Linked DNA regions of Oryza sativa: region 1 is linked to region 2. Evidence: chromatin contacts called from public HiCAR-type data. All regions are on one chromosome and are shown on one strand. Each heading gives the region's core, a stretch centred on a gene start, on an enhancer-like site or on the middle of the called end of the contact. The rest is flanking DNA. Distances are from core to core; before and after follow the strand shown. Region 1 holds the start of LOC4352514 (DNA replication licensing factor MCM7-like). Region 2 holds the start of LOC4352497.

What was found. HiCAR-type assays count read pairs that join an accessible place to other places.
Region 1: a HiCAR-type map of leaf shows a contact between it and region 2, with 3 times the contacts expected there. The contact joins the promoter of LOC4352514 here to the promoter of LOC4352497 in region 2. A contact is called at or near these places in 1 of 15 Hi-C or Micro-C datasets (leaf mesophyll) and 1 of 4 datasets of contacts at active chromatin or transcription factors (leaf).

Annotation. Positions count from the first base shown.
Region 1 is chr12:23,647,058-23,654,595 of ASM3414082v1, reverse strand. LOC4352514 (DNA replication licensing factor MCM7-like) reads left to right here and starts at 6,269. Exons shown (of 15, transcript NM_001423567.1): 1 at 6,269-6,407; 2 at 6,517-6,584; 3 at 6,699-6,758; 4 at 6,873-7,102. The coding sequence starts at 6,362.
Region 2 is chr12:23,323,798-23,330,573 of ASM3414082v1, reverse strand. LOC4352497 reads right to left here and starts at 1,304. Exons shown (of 2, transcript XM_015763285.3): 1 at 1,041-1,304. The coding sequence starts at 1,191. It overlaps LOC4352496 (calmodulin-binding protein 60 A), which reads right to left. Exons shown (of 12, transcript XM_015763398.3): 2 at 6,618-6,666; 3 at 5,877-5,914; 4 at 5,476-5,557; 5 at 5,339-5,388; 6 at 4,687-5,153; 7 at 4,379-4,542; 8 at 4,086-4,292; 9 at 3,824-3,980; 10 at 3,569-3,667; 11 at 3,300-3,373; 12 at 2,635-3,170. The coding sequence ends at 2,973.

The DNA.
Region 1 (7,538 bases), core at 5,020-7,519, 320 kb before region 2:
ATGATATCTTTGTACTGAAGTAGTCAGCAGACATCATCTAGGTTCAATGTATTCTCAAAGTGCAAAAAATAGTAGTTCCTGTTCAAATTGAAGAGCTCCAACATTTAATAACACATTTAATTACTACTGTTTTGTGGGATAAGTACCAAACACTTGGAAAAAAGGACCCATAGCATTTCTCCCACTCTTTCCAGAGGCTCATGAGAAAACCATGGTTTCATTTGTTTTTTTTATTATAATTGAAATGACCCAATTATGAAAACCAATGCTGTATTTTTCAGTTGACAAAAATGAACTTAATCCACGTTTTTGATCTCCCTGCGTAATGATACGTGTCAACACACAAGATATATCGGATGGAATATTTTCATCAACAATAGTCACATCAAAAGATTAGCTAAATTATAAATCCTTCTGCAATGCATAAAAGAATTGAGAGGATACTTTTAATTGACTTTCTTGGCCAACAGTTCAGTGTACTAATCATTCTTGAACCAAACTTATAATAAATTATCTACCAAGACCCATATAAAAGAATAAAGAGGACATCATACTCATCACTCTATATCTTCAATATTTTGCTAATGGCTTCACATGACTTCAAGAGAAAAATAATTATAGAGAGAATCTCTCACTCAATTCATAACCACTCAAAAATAATATTTGGGAGAGGAAGAGTCTAGACTCCAAAGTCCAACCCATGGTAGTATAGCATATGTATGCATGCATGCATTAGACAACTGACAAATTTACATGAGCTGGAAATTTTATTTCTCTTCTTGTTCATTAATCATTATTTTTTTTGAGTGACAAAAAAACAGAGACAAACGTGGCCACCCCTCTATTATTTCGTTGTGCAGGGTGTTATGTTTGGGCCTAACATTGTGGGGCCCACCTTGCTTGAATGTGATCCCTCCATGATTGCTCATGGGAAGGAACATCTTGACATCTTGTGCATAATTTTTGTGCAGAATATGGTTTTGCTGCAGTGAAATGTGTTGCAATGATTGGAGTTTAATTGGGGAGAGAAACCGAATGAGAATGCAGCTAAATCATACTTGCAGTAGCTAATTAGGGACATGCTTATTCCCTTGTATAAGTGTGGCGGTTAATTAGTGAGATACTTAATTCCTCACTTGTGTTATTGTATAAGCATATATGGTTTTAGAGTGTTCGAGGGAAAAAAAAGTTGAGCAATGCTCCGGTGCTTTCTACTGGTAGTATTATACTACGAGTAGAACTAATCTGAACCGTTTATTTTTAAGGGTAGATTAGTAAAGTTCTGAGATAGATTTGGGATAAATTTGGCACTTAATTTATTTCTCGTCGTGGATCGCTCGGATGTTTCAGGAAAAGCAGCGCTGCCACCGCTTCCTCATCCATCGCATTCGAGCGGAGGTGGAGAGAGCGACTCCTTCCGCTGCCGGCGCTTGTGCATCACGTTCCCTTCCGCCGGCGGCAATACTCTCCGGCGCCCCCTCTTGTTCTGTTCCCTTCTCTGCCGGCGTCCGCTTCCCTGCCGCAGGAGCTTCTGGTGCCGCCCTGACGACTTCCGGCGTGCGCACAGGGGCGGCGGTGCAGAGGAGCCCCGCGTGGTTCTACCTCCTCTCGCGCGACGCCGCCGGCGGCGGCGGCAACTGCGACGACAGCTACAGGCGTGCGTGGAGCCGGCTGTTGAGGAGGCTGGTGCGGGAGAGTAGGAGTTTCTGTAGCCTCAGCATCAGCAGGCACGGTAATGTTAATTTTCGTGGATGACTTCACCAGAATCAAGAATCTGATTCTGAATCTGAATAAGAATTTAATTTGGACATGGACAGTATGCTCTATTGCTATACCAGAATCAAGAACCTGAATTTGCTATGAAAAGAAGTAGCTCAACTTCCGTGAGCCTGGTCCATTAAATTTGTGCTTTGCTTCCTCTTTACCCGAGCTAATGTAACGTGAATAGGCCCATCTCGCTGGAATTCTGCGTGAAACCCATTCCAGCGATCCAGTTCATGAAGCTTCCCCTTGCGAGTCGTCGCGGTGGCGAGCGGGTGGCGGTGGCGACATGGATGGCCAGCAGGAGGAGCAGCACGTGGGGCGGCGGCAGCTGGAGCCCGGGAAAGACGAAAATATCCCTCTGCAAATAATTTTTTATAGACAAAAATATCCCTCTACAATTCTACTACCATTAAGTGTGATGGTAGTAGAAATAGATCTGAACCCTATGATCAAATGAGATCAACGGTTCAGATTATTTTCTACTACAAGTAGAAGGCACCGGAGTGGATCTCTGTTTGGTTATATAAACTGGGTCATACATTCAAACTGCTTTTGAGCTTGTGTTTGAAATCTGGATGATTTTATCGCACAATTCTAGCAGCTCCTGGACCCATATTTAGATTTAGATGGAGGTCTTTTTAGAAAAACTAATGGCGTAATATTTGCAAAACAATTTTGTAAGATTCTGACAGATCAGTGGCGGATCTATTAATTTTCCAGAGTCCAAATAAACAAATATATACAATCTTAGACATTGTTGAACACTAAAAAAATACAAAAAATGTGATCCGCCGACAAGCCCGAGCAGCCTTGGATCCACCGTTGTGAAAGATAATAACCTGACAAGGATTTCCCTACCCAGTAAAATATCCTAATACTAACTGGTTGTTAACCATACAATTGCATACTTACAAGGCAGAATTACAGTGTCCTTCGGGACTGTTCACTTTGGTGCCATTTTCAACCTTATCAAATTTTGGTAAAGTTGTAAAAAAATGGCTACATTTAGTTTGCTGCCAAATTTTGGTAACTATATAAGAAATCCTGCCAAAATTTTGGCAAGTTACCAAAATTTTATCATAGTTGTCAAAATTTTAGCAATGCTAAATTTTGGTAAGGTTTTTTTTTGGCAGCAAAGTAAACAGGCCCTTCATTCACACTCTAGTAAAACTCATTTTAAAGTATTCTCATAATAAAATGATTTAACAAACTTCAAATGCCAATGTCGGTGGGCATCCACCAACTCATATGCTACGGCCACATGTTCCTACACTTAAAAAAATCCTACATCGAAAGAAGGCCATTGCTTATGATTCTGAGGTATATTCTACAATATCAATTCTTATTATGGACTTGTCAGAAAAAAAAAGTTTGCCTCCCCATGTTTTGGCCAATTGATTGGTCCACACAAGAGTGGACAAATAAATCCCAAAAGGAATTTTGATGCAAACATGGCACCAATAAATTGACCTCCTTTTCATGCTATATCTTTTTCATGTATATATTTTGCAGCATGATTGTAGTACAATTTGAATTAGGTAAACACGCATTGGTTTATGCACATTATGATCCCACCGAGGAAATGGGAGTATGTAACCAGGAGCAGCTGATTTGTTAAATTCAGAAAAGCAAAGTGGAGATTGTACTGTTGTGGTAACACTAAGAACTCACTAACATTAAAAAAATGCTTTTATAGAGTCTGTTTACTTGGGCCTTGTTTAATTCTCAATTTTTTTCTTCAAATTTTCAACTTTTCCGTCACATCGAACTTTTCTACACACATAAACTTCCAACTTTTCTATCACATCGTTCCAATTTCTTCGAACTTCCAATTTTAGCGTGGAACTAAACACAGCCTTGATGAGAATTCATGATGAGCTTAGACGGCAAGTAAATTAATGGCCATTAAGAAAAGGCTATTAACCATTACTATACTATTTCAAACAAACAGAAGACATATCTAGTGCACATTGGCTGTCTGCAAGAGTGTGTTTATTGTCCTAACCTTCTTGTAAATGTGATGTGTGTTTTCAGACAAACACACATGATGCTGAACTTTTCCCCTGCAAATGATACCAAATGATTTGCCATCATTTTCTTTTTGAGATGAGATGGAAAGAAAATAACTATTCAATTATCCTCCATGAGAAGATGAAATTATATTAGGAAGTAACTCCATGGGGATACCGGAGAGGTAAGCCTGATGGTTCTTTCTTTCTGAAATTATCCTCATCTTTATTTCTGAATTTCTGAAACCATCTGTCACTTAGTTCTTGAATGCTTTTCAGTGGCGGCCTTATTGGTCAAACCGATTCAGCTTCATGTTAGAAATGGATAAGACCAAGAAGGAAGAAACTAAGAAAGATCTAGAACAATAAAAAGATACTAAATTGAGGATGAGATTAGACATGAGAAGAAGTATCCCAATTGACCACCAATTCTATTGGAGCTAAAACAGTCAGCTGCTATTTTCTCTGTCAAGTGTGTCAAATACTACCAGTAGCTGCTCAAATACAGTGGGAACTTATTTAATTTTCCTAGCTCTACTTTTTCTAGAACACCTGTTACATTGATGCAACATGGGTACATAATTAATATAATAACACCTGATTTCAAGAGGCTTATCCAACATCAATTAAGCAAAAATAATGACATGGTAGGCAACCCATGCATTGTGGAATTGGAAAGTTCTCAGCAAGCAGAGTATGACACCTCTTTCAGCACTATGTATTAGTACTACATGTTTTTTGACTTAATTTTCTTATGGTACAGCCATCACTCAAAAGTAAAAGGCAAAGCCCCTCTCTTTTGATTGTGCAAAAGGAGCTTTGCTAAGCAGCCACTTAAAACACTAACTTCTTCTTTTCTCCACAAAACTACACCTTTCTGCATTCTTTCCAACTGGCATTCTTCTGATCAAGAAACAAGAGGAAAAACCTAACAAAAGGATCAGAGGACAGGAAACAAAATAATGGTGATCACAATCTCCATGAACAAAAATAGGAAGCTCAACTTGAATACACAATCACACAACCAGATCAACACACTTGTATTATTAGAGACCATCAAGGAATTAGTAGTACTAATTAATTTAAATTAAAAAAACATTTGCATGACAAAGTACTCCTAGTTAGAGCTTAGAGAAGGACTAAGAAAGCAAAATTAAGAGGAAACTAAGCAAAGAAAACTGAGAAAGTCAAGTGGGGCCATGGCTTGTCTCTGAAAAGATCACCATAAACGTGCTTGAATCCAGTGGCCACTATGGCTTGCTGCAATGCACTGATCTGCACAATCTCTCTCTTTTTAAGACACGTTTAAGGTCAGGTTTAACTTCAGGAGCAGTCGCTGTTTTAGATGCTAACATAACATACTGAAAGCTATATTTCAGTTTTCTAGAAGCAACTACTATACAAGATATCATATTAATTTGTTATACCTTTCTGATATGTTTTCTAATTTGAACAGGATATTTTTGCTGTCATGCTAATATACTATACCAAGCAAACCATTTTTTTTGGAGTTTTCGAGGAGTTACTGCATTATAAGATACCATAATAATTTGTTATACCTTATGATACCTTTTTTTTCTAATACCACAAAAACTACATAAAAATACACAAACTAAGCATAATTTGTCATGGTAATTGAAAAGAAAAATTCTTGAACGATGGCAAGTGGGGCCAATGGTTTTGGAAGTTTTGGGTGGATTGTGATTGTGATATCTCAGGTGCATGCACTGTTCATGCTTAGGCATCCAGGTTTTATCTTTTTCTTTTTTTTTTCTTTTAGGGTTTTGACAAATCGACCAACCTACCCTGTCTCCATGATCTTATTCGATTCCTGGATGGATAGGAGATTAGGAGTTAGACCAAAGATTGAAGTTGACATATGAGCTAGGATGAGGCTGTGGAAAATATCACTACACATAAATAAAAAAATCTACATGGAAATTCTATGCATCTGTAAATCACAAACCATTGGCAGATTGGCTGCTGCAACATTGTGGGTCTTTACCATATTCATACAGAGAAATTCATGCTTGTTCATCTTTTGGGTGAAAAATATTACAATATATTTCACGGTCTCACCAATTTTCCATGTATTAGTGAAAATATAATAAAAAACTAAATAAAATATCAAATTTATAATATTGCATATTAGTTATTGGTATCCCTAAGAAATACATAAGCATATCATAACAGAAGTGTACAGTGTTGTTATGGTTAGATTCTTGCAGATTAGACTAGGTACAACAAATCCACATTTTTTACAAAAGTGAAAGTTTTTTTTTTAAAAAAAAGAATTAGTAACAGAAAGGCAATAAATTGACCTAACGCAGCCACACAAATTACTACACTATTGGGCCTTAACTCACCAAACATCCAGAACAAAGTAGCCCAAATCCAAGCCCATTTAATCCAGGCCCAACTAGGCCCACCTAAGCTTCCCGCCACTGCACCCCCTCCTTTCCCGCCAAAACGCTCCCTCTTATCCCCCTCTTCCCGCCATTTCCCCCAACCCCTCTGAATTTCCCTCCCTTTCCCTCTCCTCCCCTCCTCCTCCTCCCGCCTCCGCCGCCGCCGCCGCCGACTACGCCATGGCCGCCACCGCGACGAAGACCATCGACTTCGCCGCGGAGAGAGGTACGCGACGCGCCCCCCTCCCCTCCCCTCCAGAACCTTCCGGAACATCTCTTCTTGGAACCTTCCAGAACAAATCCCAACTCACGTTGTGATTTGTTCGTCTCCGCAGCGCTCGCCAAGGACTTCCTCGCCAACTTCGCCGGCCCGCGCGGCGAGCCCAAGTACCTCAACATCCTCGTAATGATCTCCACCTCGCGTTCTACCGATTGAGGATCTGAATTTCTTTATTTTCCACCGATTTGTTACTGTAATTACTGAATTTACTGTTCTTTTGTTGTGTCCCAACTCCAGCAAGATGTCGCGAACCGGAAGATCCGCGCGGTCCAGATCGAGCTGGACGACCTGTTCCACGTACGGAATCTCTGAATCCTCCATCTCCTCCAGATCTACAATTATTTTGAGATGCAAAAAGTCTGATATTGTTTTTGGGGCGTGGAATTTTTTTTTTCTTGTGTGTTTGTGTAGTACAAGGATGCGGATGACGAGTTCTTGCAGAGGGTCACGGAGAACACGAAGCGCTACATCGGCATATTCGCGGACGCCATCGACGAGCTCATGCCGGAGTCCACCGAGGCGTACGCCGTCGACGAGGACAGGGACATCTTGATGACGCAGCGCGTCGACGAGGGAGCCGATGGCGGCGCAGACGGCACTGACCCCCTGCAGAGGATGCCGCCGGAGATCAGGCGGTTCTTGTGAGTGTGCTGCCTCTGAATTTCTCATGAAAATGTGATTTCCCTTTTTGGAGAATGAATAGTAGTAGCTGTGATTAGGGATGCAAGCGGGCAATCCTACTACCCGTATAAGAACCCGCTTAATAGTTCATTTCGTACTTGCTAGCACAAAAATTTGGAAGAAAAAAATGAAGTAGAATTATGATAAGCAGGCAAAAAAAAAAAAACTGTGCCCGCCCCACTTGTAGAAGGAAAATAGTGTCGCGAGAGTTACGAAGTTGTGCAAACAGATTTTTAGATGGTCTTGGTTGGTGAGATTACATAATTTAGATGGTCCTAGGATTGCCATGTCCCACCTTGACCTAGGAACTGAACAGTGAACACTACCTAAAAGATGCTATTGAGCACAGTTTGGTATGTTAACAACAGTTGGTGCATGTTCTGCAATTATTTGTGC
Region 2 (6,776 bases), core at 55-2,554:
ACAAATTGCATAATCAGTTGGTATTCATGTATCAAAAAGAGTATTCTAAAAATTTCATCATTTGTGGGTTACAGTCAACAAAAATCAACATTCATTCTCAACCAGAAACCAAAACATGCCTGCCCAGCCTAAAAGCACAGATCTAACTCATATCTAATTTTATGTTAAACACTTTGGTCACCCTGAAAATGTAGAGATGCGTATTACGAATAGCTAAGAGTTTAGTACCATCACACCACTCAAAAAAAAAAGGCAAGATCAAGTAGCTGTCCTTATATCAGTTATAAAAACTTCAAAATGAACACGGACACCTCAAATTGCTGATTGATCATCAAAACTTAACAGTAAAAGAAAGAGAGGGCATGAAACTGCGAGATGATAAGCAATGGTGATGGCAGTGACAGTGTCATGTGCACAATGTACATGGAACTAGCTGGATAGCTCCAAGGGTATTGTGCAAGGGATCATTATCATTAATACTCCCTCCGTCCCAAAAATATAAGAATCTAGGATTGGATGGGATATTTTCTAGTAGTACGAATCTCTTCGTACTGACGGTGACAATCTGAGAACATTGTGACAACAAGAGAGAGGAAGATCTCAAAACAACGAAATAACAAATGCTTAGTCTAGTAGCGCTGGTACTGAAGCAAAATAGCCTGTCACAAGTTGCAGTACCAGCCTGATTTGGTGAGATTACCAAGTTATTACGCTTACAATGCCTGCATTTTCCCAAAATTCGGCACGCAAGGGAAACTCCTAAATCTTCATAGCAATTCATATACGCCCCCAAGCAATCCCAAATTTCAAACCCGTTTCATTTCACGGGTCTCAAAAAACATACCAGATGCCATTATCACCACAGTATTGTACAATAAACTCTTGTGCGAAAAATCCCTTCGCTCCTAGAACCTAGTAACATCGTAGTTCCACACTACTGAGTTCATCATCAGCAACATGAACTGGTTCTCTGAACGGCTTGGGGGGTCAAATCAGTTCATGATGAGGGGAGGAAGAGAGAAAGCGATCATGCGGAATACCTCGGGTCATGAGGTACCAGGGGACGCCGAAGATGGCGGCGAAGATGGCGATGCCGGCGACGACGTGCTTCTTCTCGCCGCTGTACAGGTAGTGCTCCACCCGCGCGCGGAACCCTCCTCCTCCTCCGCTGGTGGCCTCGCCTCCTCCCATCGCTCGCCTGTTTGTTCGTGCTGCTGCGGGTTTGCCTTTGCTGTGGCGTGCCGGCGACCGCCTTCCGCCGCCGCCGACGCCGGTGAGCTAGGGTTTGTTTGGTGTTGGTCGTCGTGGGCCGGAGTGGATGATGGGCCCACTAATAAGCGATCACGAATTTAGCAAATGGGCCCTGGTTGGGTCGCTGCTGTTTGGTACTAGGCGATAAGAAATTTTGCAAATCGACCCCTGCTTCCCTATCTTCTCCTCTTGCCGTCCTCCGCGCTCTTCCATTTAGGGCTATAAAAAAAGCTCGAGACTCACAAGCTGCTTAAGCTCGACTCGTTCTAGGCTCGATTCGAGCTCGGCTCAAGCTCCAAACGAGCCGAGCCCGAGCCTGTCCCAAAGCTCGCGAGCTTTGTCGAGCCGAGCTCGAGCTTCTAACAAGCCTAGTAATATATAATTTTTTTGTTGCTATTTAATAAATTAGTAGATCAAATATGTTACTTGTATGCCTTGTATTAGCATCATATATTTATTTTATTCTTTTTCCTCTTCTACTAATATGATAAACCATAAATTAATTGTTTTTTAAAAATTATCCTTTGAAATATACACTGTTCTAATTAAAAATCGAGCTCGGCGGTCGATTGATTCCCCTGCTCTTGTGTGATCTTCTCTCTAATCCTCATCTAATTGCTCCCAATCCTGCATTCCCCCGGTCTACGGTTTCTCAAGATTTCAAGTAGCCGGAGTTTGTAATTGTTCGTAAAATGCTCACAGGTAACCATCAATCAACCCATGTTAAAATCTGAAGTTCAGCGAAAGGGCCTGTAGCCTAGTGGTTACAAGAGCCTTAGTAGCACCTGAGGTCCTGGGTTTGACTCCCTATGGGAGCAAATTTTCTAGGTTTTAACGGCTTTGTGATTTCAGTGGTAGGTGCTCAAAAAAAATTCTAAAGTTAAATTTTTTTTATCTGAAAAGCACAGGAGAACCACATCTCATTTCATTAAGAAGAAAGCAAATATTTACAAAACACTTCTCAAAAAGTAAAATCTCGACCAAAAACTGAAGTTTAATTTGGCATTAAAGAGTTCAAAATCATATATATATATATATATATATATATATATATATATATACATATATATATATATATATATATATACATATATATATATATATATATATATACATATATATATATATATATATATATATATATATATATATATATACATATATATATATATATATATACATATACATATATATATACATATATACATATATATATATATATATATATACATATATATATATATATATATCTTGCTGTTTAATACATTTTTTTTGCCTCCATAAATCTTATAACAAGATCAAAAGACAAGGGTCTAATTAAAGTATTATAACCCAGAATACATGGACCCTTGATGTTGCATTGTAGCGTGAAGATCCAATAAATGTAAAGAATCTAGACCATGTTTCCATATACAAATGAGCTCCCTAATCAGGGAAAAGAAATAAATACATCACAGATCATTTCTTTTTCTTTCTTTTGGCCAGCAGACATACCACCTGCATTGTTACAGACTTACAGTTACACATTACAAACACACCGTAGATCACTAATGATCTGCAGATGAATAAGATAGCCACAACCTAAATCAGAATTGCACACTGCAAATCTGTACACTACACTGACGAGACAACTGAGTACATAGCTGTGCAGCAACCTGATAACTGCATTGCCTTTTTTTTTTCTTTTTTTGGCATAGAAGAACTGCACTGTCAATTTGTTACTAACAGTTGTTATTGTGGTCTGATCCTGGAAATGGTAACCTGCTAGGCTCCTCCCCGTGTTGAGCACGCGATTGCGGCGCCGCCACCCATGGCGATGTAGCAGGAGGCATGCTTTCATGGAGTTGATGAACTTGGTGTTGAGCAGAACTCGATTCCTCTGAGGTGCCACCCAATACAATCCTCTCAAAGCTCGGCCACTGCAAAATGAATGCCGAGTCATGAACCATACTATGTAAAAATTACTGCAAGCACTGAGCTGTACACAGCATCCTGACAGTAATGAAAATAAAAATAAACAGAGCTGAATTGCTGTGGGTTTCACTAACGTCGATTGTATCAGAAGAGCTCATCAGCCTTTGGAGATCTTGTTGCCAATCAGGAAATGGCGTTGGTGCTTGATCTGCAAAAATTTGGAGTTTTAGATGTCATCGTATCAAAATGATTGATGCAGAATGCATGCACGAAGGAAAAGATAAGAGCTAAAGGGGTAGAGGGACTCGTTTGGGTATTTCTTAATGTTTAGCTCAAAGTTGAAAGGAAATTCACATATCCAAGCAAAACCCTACCAAAGGAAAATTGTGGAATCAGTAAGTACCTGGATAATCATGTGTGCTCACATCATTAGGATTAGAGGTGCTGCAGTCGCAGATTGCATTCGAGTAAAACGCCACACCATTGCACAAGTTTTCAGCTCCTATAGTTCCTTGAAATAAGAAATTCCGGCATCAATTGTGTGTGGTGAGGAAGACAAGAGCATTCAAAGAGAGTATCGTGTAGTGTGCACCATATGCGTCGAAGACCAAAAAATAACCAGGTATCCAGTAGACTAGTACAGCAAGTCTTTACTAACCTTGATTTGGCATCTGATGATCAGAACGATTTGATGGGCCTGCAGCAGCTGCTGAAGTTGGACTGATCGGTTCAGGAATGTTGTTTTTCATTACAAAATCGGATGGAATGTCATCCAATTTAGCATGTGCACGGTCTTTCAGTTTATTCACTTTTGTCTGCGTGACAACAACATATTTGTTTCTTATCGATTGGCTGATAAAGGAAACACAAATGAACATAGGATCATATGCTGCCAGAAAGATGTTGAGTTCAGCATGTACCTTTTGGGCTGGATCAAAATTTTCATATATGACATAATCACCACCAAATTTTGCTCCAACAATTTGATGCACACCGTTGAAGAAAAGTGTCGCATTTTCTTCTTCACTTTGATACGCTTTCAGCTCATGCTGGTCTCTGAGACAGCACTCCCTGGCATGCCCAACCATTTTATCCCATGAGTTCGTCTTCTTCTTCATCTGGAGAACCTGCATAGCAACAAATGGATGGATGTCATGAATCATGATGACAATAGTACGACAGCTGCAAACAAAATGTATGGAACATGTTTTACTTCTTCACGGAGCTTCTTGGCGTTCGTGTTCAAAGCCTTCAAGAAGTCATGCACTGTGAAGATTTTAGCCTTCTGAAGCCTCTTGTGGTAAGTCCCATCTTTGCAGATTTCCTCCAAGCGAAACACTTCATCGTCCAGCATTGGAGGATGCCTCTTCTCATTTGCTGCAAAAGACAAGACAAATGTGTCCTGGTAAAGAAAAAGCTGATTTGTTTTTAAGATAATGGATGCCATTCCGGCCTCTACACTCCACATGAGTGTCCACTGCTAAGAAACAGCTGCCTGAAAAAATGGAAAAAAAAAAGCACCTTCATTTCTGCGATCCAACACGGTAACTGGCTTCATGACAGCTTCCTGAACTCGGACACCGGTGTTTTCGCTCTTGCATACTCTTGCTCCCAAAATGAACATCCGACTGCGGGTCCTGGATGATCCTTCCTTGAAACGGATCTTGCCCAAGCGGTTTTCCCCCTTTTTCAACCAAACACCACAATCACCGCCCAACACGAATCCTTGCCCATTCCGACCTTGCACAATGTGATTGTTGAACTGCTCTTCAGTCCAGCTCACCCGACCATCGTTGGAGAAATCACCGCGGAGAACTACGATTTCGACTTTCACCTTGGAAAGTGGGCCATCTGTAATCATGTTGTCACCTTCAAAGATACCTATTCTGATAGCCTCGTTGCTTTCAGCTGTGATGTTCTTTTCGGTGTAAACAGGAGTCTTCAGATTATCCAGGAAACGCAGTTGAACATTTGTGTTTGGCTCCAGTCTGAAGAAAAGCATGGAGGACAATATGATAAAGCTCAGAATGTAGTGTTAGTAAATTGATATAGTACACTATGGAAAAGAGAACTTGACAACTGGCCAAATGGATAATTAATATCTAACATTTCACGATGAGAACAAAAAAGGACGAAAGAATCTATGAATGATGTGCACTTGTGAATCTTTTACCCTGGGTGTTGATCAGCATGACGATTGGAATGCAGATGCTTCAATTGTTTCTGTCAGTGTGAGAAAAAAAAAAGTACAAGGTTATCAAATGAGGATGAAACATGTAAAACACTGATTTAGAGGACTATGGAACTAACCACTTCATGACTGATATCCTCCATCCGCTCCTGCATGTTTTCCATCCGCTCCAGCATGTTTTCCTGTATATTTTCCAATTTTCTGATAACCAAAAAAAAATCATTTTTCATTAAACTATGACATGCAGAACTTCCATATTTTCATGAGAAAAATAAAAACTACTCATGCTAGTTATTAAAGCACATCAGTCGTGGAGCCAGGAAGATTTTTGAGCCAAGGCAAATTTCCATATAACTAGTATTTACTACAGAAATTTCATCATCGATTTACTCATCAATATTAAAATTTAATGGAGTTTTCGCCGGCGAGCCCGGGCGGTGGCTCCGCCCCTGAAGCATATTGATACGGAGTAGAAGAGAAATAAAATGGTAAAATAACAATATAACTATCACACACTTACTTGATAATAACACCCTGAGCATTGTGAAGCCTCTGAACCTATGAAAGCACAAGAACGTAAATTTAGCCACAGCCATGAAACAAGAAGGAAACAGGAAGAAGAAACATTGTAGGCTGTAGGAAGAAAAGAAATACCCAATATCAAACTATCAAAGTACAATGAGTTTATGCCATTTTTGCTGAACCAAATACCATACCAAAACAAACTTATGACTGTCAGTTAAATCAGTAAGATAAAATGAGTTTCATATACATCACAAACAGATATGCACCTGCCCGACTTTCAGAACAACATGTTAATTATTACTCCCTCCGTTTCTAAATATTTGACACCGTTAACTTTTTAGCACATGTTTGACCGTTCGTCTTATTCAAAAACTTTTGTGAAATATATAATACTATATATATATATATATATAAGTATATTTAACAATGAATCAAATGATAGGAAAAAAATTAATAATTACACAATTTTTTTGAATAAGATGAACGGTCAAATATGTTTAAAAAAGTCAACGGCGTCAAATAATTAGAAACGGAGTGATACTAGATTGGGAATCAGTACTGAAGATGGAATATGCTACCTTTACGACTATCAAATCAAACAAGTATATGCAAAAGGAAAGGGGCTAAAATCATTGGAGGAAGAAAGATAAAGATTTGCACTTTTGCAGAGAACAAAACGACTGTATAATTTTTTGCAGGGGGGCAAAATCATTGATCCGTTTATCCATTTGCTCACCATACGGCCAATCTGAGAGATGCTCTCCACGACCGTGACCCTCTCGCTCCTGCACACACAAACACAAAGAACAAAACAATAAAAATAAAAATTAGAGAGATGGGATGGGATGGGATGGGGATTAGCAAGGACACGATGGATGGAGGCAGCAGGAACGCA